2 separate regions of the Delphinus delphis genome follow, and region 1 is linked to region 2. The links are chromatin contacts, called in public Hi-C maps. All regions are on one chromosome and are shown on one strand. The core of a region is the stretch at or near the end of the contact, and the rest is flanking DNA. Distances in the headings are between cores, read along the strand shown.

Region 1 (5,811 bases), core at 3,153-5,652, 340 kb before region 2:
CCTTCCACTGAAATGTTTCACCGGCCTTTGTTACCATGACTGAAGGACCTCATGGTCACTGGCAACCCCCTTGTGCAGCTGGAGGTGATTCAGGGCAGGGTGAAGGTCCTTGTTCAAGGTCATAGAAGCCCGCAGCCCAAATGCTGGCACTGTGCAACCCTGTCTCTTGTGGGCCTCTCACCAGCAGCCCACCTAGTGAAAAACCTTGTTTCTCTCCCTTATTGGGATACGTTGGGGGGAATTGTGCTCAAAGGAAAACAAGCCAAAGAGAGAGCCTTAAAACTACGTGCAGTCAGAGGGAAAAACAGGCCCATCGATCTATCGTCATCAGCAGAATGAGCGACCAGCTTACCAGTGTTAGTCCGTTCCCCCATTCACCCCAAGATACCGACTGTCTTCCGCCTGCCAAGCCGGCCACCAGAGCCCTATTCTGCCTGCGACCCACAGCACCGGCTGGCTGTGTGGTCTGGGCCAACTCCCTCCCCTTCCCTGGCCTCGGCTTTCTTGTTGGTAAAATAGGAGGACTCCTCCAGTTCTCAACTTCTGGGATAAAGAGACAGAGACTGGAAAAAGGCAGATTTGTCTGCAGCAGTACAAATTAGCTTGGCAAGCCCCTGGAAAAAAATTGGGGTGCTCTGAAACATACCCGAGTCCCCCACCATGTTGAAACAGTGAAGCAAAAGGAAGATTCGTTTTCCTCGTCTCCCGTGAGACATATAACTGGATCCCAATTTTAACCATGCTCTCTTTACCTGCCTTCAAGTCTGCCTTGGTTTTTTTACGGGAGGTTGGCGGTGAAAACCCAGATAGACTACTAAACAGTCAGTGTCTTCCAAGATGGCTTGAAATTTCAGCTCTCCTTCTCACGGGGGAATGTGAGTATAAACCACTCGACTTGTACCATTATTAAAGGAAGCAGATCTCCTAGAAGAAAGCACCTTTCTGGGCCTCTCGGACCAAACCAGAAGCAGCTGAAATCTGGCAACTGTTCAAAGGTGAGGTCATTCATGCCCCTCTGCATTCTCGGAGATTCCTCCCCATCCTTGCACATGTCTGCCGCTAGGTGGCAGCACAGCCTCAGGGAGGAAGGCCTCTCACAAAGAGCTCAGTTCAGGCAGCCAGTCCCGGGCCCTGTGGACTTAGTGCAGGCCTGGCCAGCGGGGAGGGGGAGGGGGAGGGGGAGGGGGGTGGTAAGAGGGGGCCCCTTTTCCAAACAGTTGGGAGATAGGCTGTGCAGATCACTGAAGGTGGGCCTCTGGAGCCACCCAACCAATGCCACGCTGCTGCCACATGGCCGTCTTAAGTATGAAGCTACGGGGGCAAAGAGTCCTATCGGGTGGGAAAAAGGTTTGCGGGCAGAAAACCAGAGTCCAGACAGGACCCCGTGTCTATGTAGAGGTAACAGCCCCACCGGAGACAGGAATTCAGGCCTCCCAACCCTCTGACAAAGGGCCCAATTTGACTCTGCTCAAAAGCCAATGAGCTGGTATTTAAGTGAACAGCTACTATGTGTGGGTATCTTGAGACTCTAAGAGGTGCCTAAGACCTACCTTTGAACTCCCGGTTCTTAGGAGACACGCCACACGTGTATTTGAGAATCATGTGAGAGGTTGATTTCTGTCTCGGAATTCCGTGATTGAAAATTTGGAATTTAATTAAAATATTTTATCACTGTGCTTCATGCCTCCTCTGCATACGTAAGCGGCTGCAAATGAATCTCACCAACACAAACCTCCCTGAGTGAGGACGTTATTCATGGGTGGAGTCTCGGTACTTCGCACAGAGCCCCGCACACAGTAGGAACGCAAGGAGCGTCGTGTTAAAGAGTTCCCAGAAGTGTGAAAACGTCAGGGATGGGTAATTTGGGGTCCTAAGGATCTGTTCTGGGAGCAGCGGCATCAGAGTATATTATTAGGATAGGGGACAGCAGAAAGGCAGGGGGGAAGGAGGCAGTCATTACCAGCAGCTCCTGAGGCTTGACGGAGTTGTCCGTGTAAATGCACAACTTCTCAGCGGTCAGCGGGATGGTCTCTTTGAGCTTGGAAGCCAGGAACATGCACACGGCCCCCAGAAGCTGCAGATGGGTCTTCGGAGTTGGGACTCCGGCCAAGAAGCGGTCCAGGTAATTGATGGCCAGAGGAAAGACCTCTTCTTCGCACTTCTGCTCCTCACAGACCTATGACACGAGGGGACAGGGTCGGGGTGGGGGGAGACCATAATATCAGGAAAAGAGGAAAAAAGGGAAACCGCACAATCTAGGAAAACGACAAAAATATTGAATTTGTCGGGGGGGAGGGGGAGGGGAGTAGAATAAGCGATCAGAGTGAAGGCGAGGAAATTGGGGTCAATCTGAATGGCCATCCGCGCTGGGGTCCTCCCCGGGAGCCTAAAAACTCACCGGAGAGGTGGGTTAAGGACCCCGAGGCCGAGGGCGCAGCAGCTCCGGCCCCGCCGCCCCCGTGGGCCGCTCACCGCTCCGCTCGCTCGCACTCACTCACTCTCTTTTTTGGATTTCGTCATCTTTTCAAAAAATCAATAAAAATATTCCGGAGGCTCCGGGGGTCTCGTTCTTGGTCTCATTCGGACCCCCAGACCCTGCTCTATCATTCCCGACAATTGAAAAAATTGTCGGGGGGAGTCCCCGCGGCCCAGGCGCCTCATTTGGGGGGGTGGGTGGGGAGAGGTGGGGAAGCGGGGGGAGGGCGGAGGGAGCCAGCGCCGCGCAGCCTGGGCGGCCGGAGTCGGGGCAGGGGAGACGGGTTCAAAAAATAATTAAAAATCGAGGAAATACCCCAGACAAGACCTTTCGCCGTGAAAACCCCACAGAGGACCCAGGCTACCCGCAACGGAGGTTTGGGGTGCCGGGAAGGTCTGGACCGCGACCCCTGGGGCTTTGGATACCGAGGGGGAAACTTGCAGGGGTGAGCGCGGCGGCGGGAGTGTCCGGCCGCGGCCCACAAGGGCAGAGGCCGGGGACGGTGGCGAAGAGCTGGGGGACAGACGAGAACGGGGAGCCGCCGGAGAGAGGCGCGGGGGTCTCCGGCCTCTCCTTCGGGGGGGACCCGCTATCGCCCCTGCACACACCTCCTCCCCCCTCCCACCCCACCCAGCTCTCCGCACCCAGGAAACTGAAGGCCGAAACGTAAGTAACCTTCGTGAGGGAGGGGGGGATCGGGGGCGAAGGCGCCATCAGAAGTGGGGGGCCGGGATAGTGGGGTGAGAGGGGGAGCGGGCGACGCGTTCCAGCCTCTCCACCCCGAGTTTACAAAGCAACATGGCGAAACCACGGCAGGTCCGGAGCCGTGCAGACGTGGGCACACGGCTCGCTCCGCAAGGGTTCGGAGCGAGGGGAAAGAAGTGGTTCTTTTGGGTTCCCCGAAAACACACGTTTCTTCAGTGTGACTTCCGGGGCTCCCGAATTCCCCGTTTCTCTTCTCCCTCCGCCCTCCGCCCTCCCCCCTTAGTGCCAACGCGGAGTCGCGACCACAGGCGAGGGGGGGGGGTACCCGAGGCTAGGACGAATTTGCCCTGGCCTTTGGTGGGGGGGCTGATTTTTTAACTTTGGGGTCCCGGCTTCCCGCTCCTACTCCCTTCTTCAAGGCACCTAAAGCAGCCTCGGCTTCGCAAAAGACAGGTCGGGGTGGGGGGGGGGGAGGAGGCAGCCACAGGCAGGCACCCGCGCGCGGGATGCTCCCCCACCCCCGCCCCGGGACAGCCTCGCTGCTCCCAGATTTGCCTCCTCCCTCCTCCCCCCTCCCCCCGTTAATCTTGCACCCCGCAAGGAACAGAAAGGAAGCCACGCGTCTCGCCGAGGGCACGGGGTAACCTCTCGCGCAGCAGCGGGGAGGCGGGCGCGGAGGCTGCCCTCTCGCAGGTTCAGGGTCCCCGCGTGGGGTCTGGGGTCCAGGCGGGGACGGACGGTGCGCCTGCCTGCAGACCTACCTCCAGCATCCAGGTGGCCACCATCCTGCGCATGTAGGGCTGGATGTCCTTCTGCACGCACTTGAAGTAGGAGCACTGGGGAAGGTAGCGCTCCTCGATGGTCAGCAAGTTCTGCAGCACGCGGTCGTCGTGGAGCAGGTTGGCGTCCGGCACGGCCCTGCGGACCGGGTCCACCTCTCCGCACAGCAGCTCCATGGCCAGCTGGGTGCCCACTCGCGCCCCTGCGATCTCCGGACTGGAAAATTGGGGGGTTTTTTTGGAGGGGGGGAGGGGAGAGGATTCCCCTTACCTCCTTCCTTTGGCTAAATAAGGGGTTTTCGGGGAAATAGCGAAGGGCAGAGAGGGAAGCTGGGGAAGAAGAGGGGAAAGGGATGGGCGGTGGGAGAGGAGCGCCCCGGGGGCTGCTGACTCTGCCTGCCCTCCCCTTCAAACTTGTCTGCTCTCCCCAGCTCGCTCTGCTCTCTGCTCTCCGAGGCAGTGACGCAAACTGGCTGGGCAGTTACTTCTCCTCCCTCTCGCCTCACCCCCCTCTCCGGTTCCTCCTCCCTTTCCCTCCCCTCCCGGTCCTCCCCTCCTCCTCTCAGTGTCTCCCTCCCTCCCTCCTTTCCCCTCTTGTTATTAAGGAGAACAGCAGCTGGCCCGACCAAACTTCAAACGCGGTCCCCCGCCCCCCGGCCCCCTCTCCTTAGCTCTCCGAGGCCCTCTCCCTCTATGCAGCCCCGCAAGCCAGGGGCCTCGGAGAGGGGAACCCACAAAAAAAAAAAACCCCACCGATTCCTACTTATTTCCTCTGATTGCGCACATTCTGTAGGTGCATCCTGCCAAAATACGACCCTCCGACTCTGGCTACTTCAAAACTGATCCTAATACTACCGCCCATGTATTTTAAGATTCAGGAATGACGGGTGGATTACTTGAAGATGAGGTGGGCTCAGACAACTGAGAAATAGATCCCTTACGTGAGAAAGAGGGAGGGCGATCTGAGAAAACAGCAACTTCGCATACCCAGAGAAAAAGGTTATGTCCCTGAAATTTATGTTCCTGATCATGTTGCTGTTTCCAAAACCCGATTAAAGGGACCAGAACTTCGGCGCCCACTCCAACCCCCGCCCCCGCCCCCCCGCAGATGTGTTGGGGGGGAGGGGTGAGTGTCCGGAGGGAGGGGGCGCTTCTCCGACGTGATAGAATGTGACCCAGGAGCAGAAACCATCCCGTTCTTGGGGCGCCGCAGGCGCCACTGGGAGACGCGGGGAGGCGCCCCGAGCCGCCGCAGGCCGGGGGCAGGGCTACCAGCGGTTCCGCCGCGGCCAGCGGCCACGCAGGAAAAACCCGCTTCCTCGCCCTGCCTCTGCTGACAAGCCGCCCGAGGTGCCTGCGCGGAGCGTGGCCACACTGATACAGCTTTCTAGGAAATAGCCCGGGAGGAGGAGGGGAGAGGGGCGAAAGAGGGGTAGGTTTGGCTCCCCCTCTCTCCCCGGGCGCCAACGACACCACCCCTTCCTTTCCTCCGAGGCCCAAGAGTTCCACCCCGGGTCCCTCGCCTAGCACCCTCGCGGACCCTCCGGGTTCACGCGTCGCTCGCAGCCAGGGCTTTCCCCCCGCGAGCGGAACTACGGTGGAGACGCAGCCAGTGCGGTCGGCTCTGACACGTGCTCCAATGCATCCTCGGGTCAAAGCCGCTTTTAGAGGGGATCTGATGGCGTTTCCTCACCTCCTTCCTCCCGCCACCCCCCACCCTGCCCGTCTGTGCTATTTCACTCCGGGAAGAAAGGGAGTGGGCCCAGGGCCCGCGGCGCGCTGGCGGAGCTGGCATGTGCGCCGAGCGCGGCGTGGGTAGGGTCTCTGGAGAGACACCGAGGTTGGCCCAGG
Region 2 (5,269 bases), core at 1,997-4,496:
TGTTTCCTATGAGAACATTCTAGAAAGTCCCAGATCCATTCCACTTCTTCAGCAAAATAAGAGATGGGTTATCATCAGTTATGAACCCAAATACCTAAGGGGCCCAGGAAGGTAATTTAAACAAGGAAAAGAGATACAGGTCAGGTAACTCAGGTAAAGCTAAGAACCCGTTCCCAGTCCAAAGGGGTCAGTATGACCAGTCGTTGGCATAGGAGGATGGTGTGTAAGGGAAGCTGGAGAAACACATTATTTCATGTGAAATTTCCCAGTTTTAAAATGGTGGGCACTTATCAAAACTTTTAAAATACTTTGTGGGCTAAAGCTCATTAGCTGTTTGTGACCCCTGGACTAAAGGATCTAAGGTCCCTTCCCACACTTGCTCTCTAACAGTGGTCATAAATCCAGAATAATAAGAATAAAGATAATTACCAGACTTTTCACAGCTCTTTTCAGTTTATGAAATGTGTTCTCTTCATATTAGGGATATGGCAGTATATTTTAAAAACATATCCACCTGAGATATATATCCACATCAGCTGTGTTCTCTCCATCTCCCTCTCTGACCACCAGCCCAGGCAACCGCAAGGCTTCAAGGAAATGAAGTATAGCTCCAACCGCCCCCAAAAGTTAAGGACTTCATCCTAATCTTTCCAATTAAACTTGCTTTGTAAAAATCCACTCCACCTTCGAAGAAGAGCTAGTTCCTAAATTATTTAAATTGCTACTGTTCACTTTGCAAAACTTAAAGACAATCACCAAAACCCACCGATAACAATGGATCGATTTCATGACTTATAAATAAATTTTATTCCTAAATAAAATATTAACAAATTGAATGCAGCAGTTTTTTCAAAGAATAATGAATATGTGACTAAGCAGAGCTTATTTCAAGAAGGTAAGGATGGGTTGAACATTAGAAAACCTACTAGTATAGTTCATTATATTAATGAGTCAGAATAAAAAAGGAATATAGTGATAGAGCTCAAGAGACAGTTGATAAGTTTAACATCCTTTCCCAATTAAAAGCTTATAGTGAACTAGGAATAGAAAGGAATTTCTTTAAAGATGATAGTGTATTTAAAGAATATCTAGGGGCTTCCCTGGTGGTGCAGTGGTTAAGAATCCACCTGTCAATGCAGGGAACACGGGTTCAAGCCCTGGTCTGGGAAGATCCCACATGCTGCGGAGCAACTAAGCCTGTGCGCCACAACTACTGAGCCTGCGCTCTAGAGCCCATGAGCCACAACTACTGAGTCCTAGTGGCCACAACTACTGAAGCCCGCATGCCTAGAGCCTGTGCTCTTCAAGAAGAGAAGCCACAGCAATGAGAAGCCCGCGCAATGAAGAGTAGCCCCGGCTCACCGCCACAAGAGAAAACCCGCGCAGCAACAAAGACCCAACACAGCCAAAAAAAAAGAAAAAAAAAAAAATCTAGCACCAACCAGGGGCAAACGTTTACCATACCTAACTAAAAACTGAATGCTCATTACCTTGTCCTGCATTCTTCAAAAATTTTCTGAAATTTTGGCCAATGCAATACTAAGAGTGAAAACTGCATTATTTGTAGGTGATGTGATTGTTAACATAGAAATTGCAGAGAGATTGGCTGACAAGCTATTAAAACTAATAAGACATTTTCAGCGTGGTAGGATGTAAGATACACATAGCATTTCATAGCTTGTACACATGTTACACACATATACACTTGAAATAATCCACTGTGATAGTTAAGTAGTTTTCAATTTTTTACTATTCCAAAAAATACAGCAATAAACATTCTTGTACAGATTATTGTGTACATTTGTCTATTTACCTCCTTGAAATTAGTTCCTAGAAATGGAATTGTTTAATAAAAGATTATGGAAATTTCAAATTTTGATACATAATGCCAAACTAGACTCAAGAATAGTGTGTGTTGGGCTTCCCTGGTGGCGCAGTGGTTGAGAGTCCGCCTGCCGATGCAGGCGACACGGGTTTGTGCCCCGGTCCGGGAAGATCCCACATGCCGCGGAGCGGCTGGGCCCGTGAGCCGTGGCCGCTGAGCCCGCGCATCCGGAGCCTGTGCTCCACAACGGAAGAGGCCACAACAGTGAGAGGCCCCGCGTACTGCAAAAAACAAACAAAAAAAAAGAATAGTGTGTGAACAACTAAGACCCAACACAGCCAAAAATAAATAAATAAATCTTTAAAGAAAAACAATTTGCACTCTCTAATTTATTCTGGTAAATGGATTGGGATAGGGATCTTCACTTTATCTTTTTTTTTTCCCCTCTTTAATTTTTGCCAAATGCTAAACCAGTTGCCCCAGTATGACTTCTCGAATAATCCTTTCTTTCCCCACTACTTTGAAATAGAATTACTCTACATATTGGAATGAAGGATAGCTATATCATAGTAGGTGAAAAAGTCTGTAGGTATTCTTTGATCAAGTAAAAAAATTTTAATGTGTGGAGGCATAGAAAAATTCAGAAGGAGCTTAAACTGTTCCTTTTTCATTTCCTATGGGTAGATGGTGCTTCTTTGCCTGGAAGATTCTTCCCCTCTTGTAGCTCAGGTAACTTCAATAGGAGGGCATCCTTGAAGTTTTGGCTTAAACCTCTTGGTGGGGGGGTTGGATTGGGGGGCGGCAGACACCCTGTCCTAGGTAGGCACCCTCTCAAAGAACCCTGTACTTGCCATACTACCTGTAGACCATCCTGCACCTTTTAATTTTATCTAAATTACTTCTTACTTTTTTCTCTAGACTCTAAGCTGCATGAGGACTGCATATGGGTCACTTGCTCATTGCAGAGCCTAGCACAGTGTCAGTATCTGGCAAATAACCGTCACTCATTGAGCACTTCCTGTATACCAAACACCATGCTAGGTGCCTTCAATGAGCACACTACACGCTTAGATACTATTACTATCACCTCTGAGCACGAGGAAACCGAGTCGGAAGCTTGTCCCACAGGCTATTAATTCCCAGGCCTGTCTGCCTCTTGGCCACTACACTCCCTATACGGTGATTAATAAATATCGGAGGTCATCAATAAATATCGAGGCTTGAGGATCACTTGGAGGGGACTTTGCTGGAGGGATGCAGCCCTGGAGGGTGGCTGGGCTGGTAGCCCTTTAACAACCGCATTACAACCCAGACCCTCGCAGGCCCCGCCCACTCCGCGCCGAGGCCGGAAGGGAGAGGCACTGGCGGGGGCGAGCTTCCGGGGGCGGGGCGGGGCGGGGCTGGCGCTGGTTGGCCGGCTTCGGCCGGAAGTCGGGAGGTTCGAGGGGGTCCGAAGACGCCGGTTTATGACGGGGAGGCTTGCGTGGAGGTTGTCTCTCCGTTCTTTCGCTCCCTGGGCCCTCGGGAAAAACCCAGCACCCCGACCCTGTGGCCAGCCCCTTCCGCCAGGCTCTCTCCGCTCGATTTCGCCACCGTTATGTGGGAAGCGAATCCGGTGAGTAGCCGGGCGGGACGGGGCGGACCGATGGGCGGGGTTGATGGGAGAGGGCGGGAGGGTTTCCCGGGAACTACGCCCTCCCCCCCAGGCCGCGCAGACCGGCTCGTGAGTTCCGGGGACGCGAAGGCCCCGGCCCCGGGGGCTCGGGCAGTCGCCTTGCGAGCAGTGGAGACGGCTCGGTGGGTCCCCAGCGCCGTGCGGCTGTCCCGTCCCACTGATTGGACTCGCTGTGGTTTCTCCGGCCCCGTCCCTCCACCGTCTTTGTAAACTTGGCGTTTTGCTCTCTGGCTGGAGTTCCTGGGCTTCGGACCTGTGACTGACTTAGGCTCAGGTGTACCTGCCAGCCCCACCCCCATCCCCGTCCAAAGCGAGGGGACTCGCCCTCTGGGTCCTGAAATGGGCCTAAGGGGAACCGCCGGGGCTCCTTTTCCCTTCCTGGTGGACAGCCATGGAAAACTGGGGTGGTCGAGCGTGTGTTCTAAGCCTCTAGATGGTGAGGTTCTTAGATTTTTTTTTTCCAGTGGACAGAAACTGACTGATGACCTGGAGCGTTTCCACTGCAAGTCTTGTGTCTCCCTCCGGTATTTGCATTGTGTCTGCATGCGTTTTTGTTTACCTTGCTTTTGTACATTTATTTATTTAATATGCCGCCTTCAAAGAGTGGAATCCGCTTGCCAAGAGTATTCCATTAATCTGTTAGAATTGAAATCGCCTAGTTACACGGCAAATAGACACTATTTACGCCTTTGAGTTGACTGGAAAAATGGCAGAATCACGTATCAGCAAATTGTTGACCTAAATATGTGCAACTACCCCACGTGCTGAGATAACTTCCTAAATTTAGTTTAATAACCCTGTTTCCATATTTGCAGTAACTCCTTTGCTGTAATCATTACTTCTTTTTTTCCCCATTCCCGGCATATATTTCCAGATAGAGAGTTTGTCTGTAAATTTGCTTCTGTTTTTACGTTTTTACCCGGTAGAAACTAGTCTGTTGGTCTGGATTTTTTTGGTTGCGTATCATGGTTACATCCCAGGCCATCGAATAGCGATGATCATTATCTAAGACCCCCCCCCCTTTTTTTTTTTTTTGGTTCAAACATACAGTCCTTTAAGGCCACATCAGAGGAAAGTAATTGCTGGGGTTCGATTTTAGCAAAGATAATTTCAAATTGTGAGAATGTGCTCTCTCCTTATATATTCAGTGTCACTATCTGTCATCAGTAAGTTTCATTTTCTATTATTATATGTGTGTTTGTGTTGTATTCAGTTTTTATTGGCAGTCCTTCTCCTTCCTGGCTTCTCCATAAGATACCCTTTAGTCATCCAAGTACATGTCTTGCCCAAAGTCACATGTCTTAAATCCTTCACCATGTTAGAAGCTCCATATGGGCAGAGACTTTTGTCTGTTTTGTTTACTGCGGTATCCTCAGACTAGGGAACAGAGCCTGACATATAGTAGGCACTCAGTAAATATCCACTGAATTAACAAAGTGGTTGCATCGGTACTAGAAAGAGTCCTTTGCTCCCGTTGTTCATTCTCCCTCCTCCATCACATATACAACAGAACTGGCTACTGGGTCACTCATGTGTTTGTGAGGATTATAAAGGCATTAATGAGTATCTCATATATTTGCTTTGTTACAGCATTATCTCACTTCTTTGGAAGGAAGGCTTGGTTTTCTCCGAAATCTCCCTAATGATTTTGCTTGATTTCAGTAGAGCAGACTGACTTTTGTTAATAGTGGTGAACCTTCCACCTACAAGCCCACATTCTTCTTTTGACCCTTATCACGCTGCTCTGATAGATCTTAATGCTCCTGTGT

Evidence for each region. Hi-C and Micro-C count contacts between places; a contact is called where the count stands out from the background.
Region 1: a Hi-C map of muscle shows a contact between it and region 2, with 7 times the contacts expected there. The contact joins the promoter of CCND2 here to the promoter of PARP11 in region 2. A contact is called at or near these places in 3 of 3 Hi-C or Micro-C datasets (lung and muscle).

The regions. Positions count from the first base shown.
Region 1 is chr11:4,982,028-4,987,838 of mDelDel1.2, reverse strand. It overlaps CCND2 (cyclin D2), which reads right to left and starts at 4,402. Exons shown (of 5, transcript XM_060024137.1): 1 at 3,943-4,402; 2 at 1,961-2,176. The coding sequence starts at 4,137.
Region 2 is chr11:4,641,573-4,646,841 of mDelDel1.2, reverse strand. It overlaps PARP11 (poly(ADP-ribose) polymerase family member 11), which reads left to right and starts at 3,246. Exons shown (of 6, transcript XM_069541174.1): 1 at 3,246-3,440.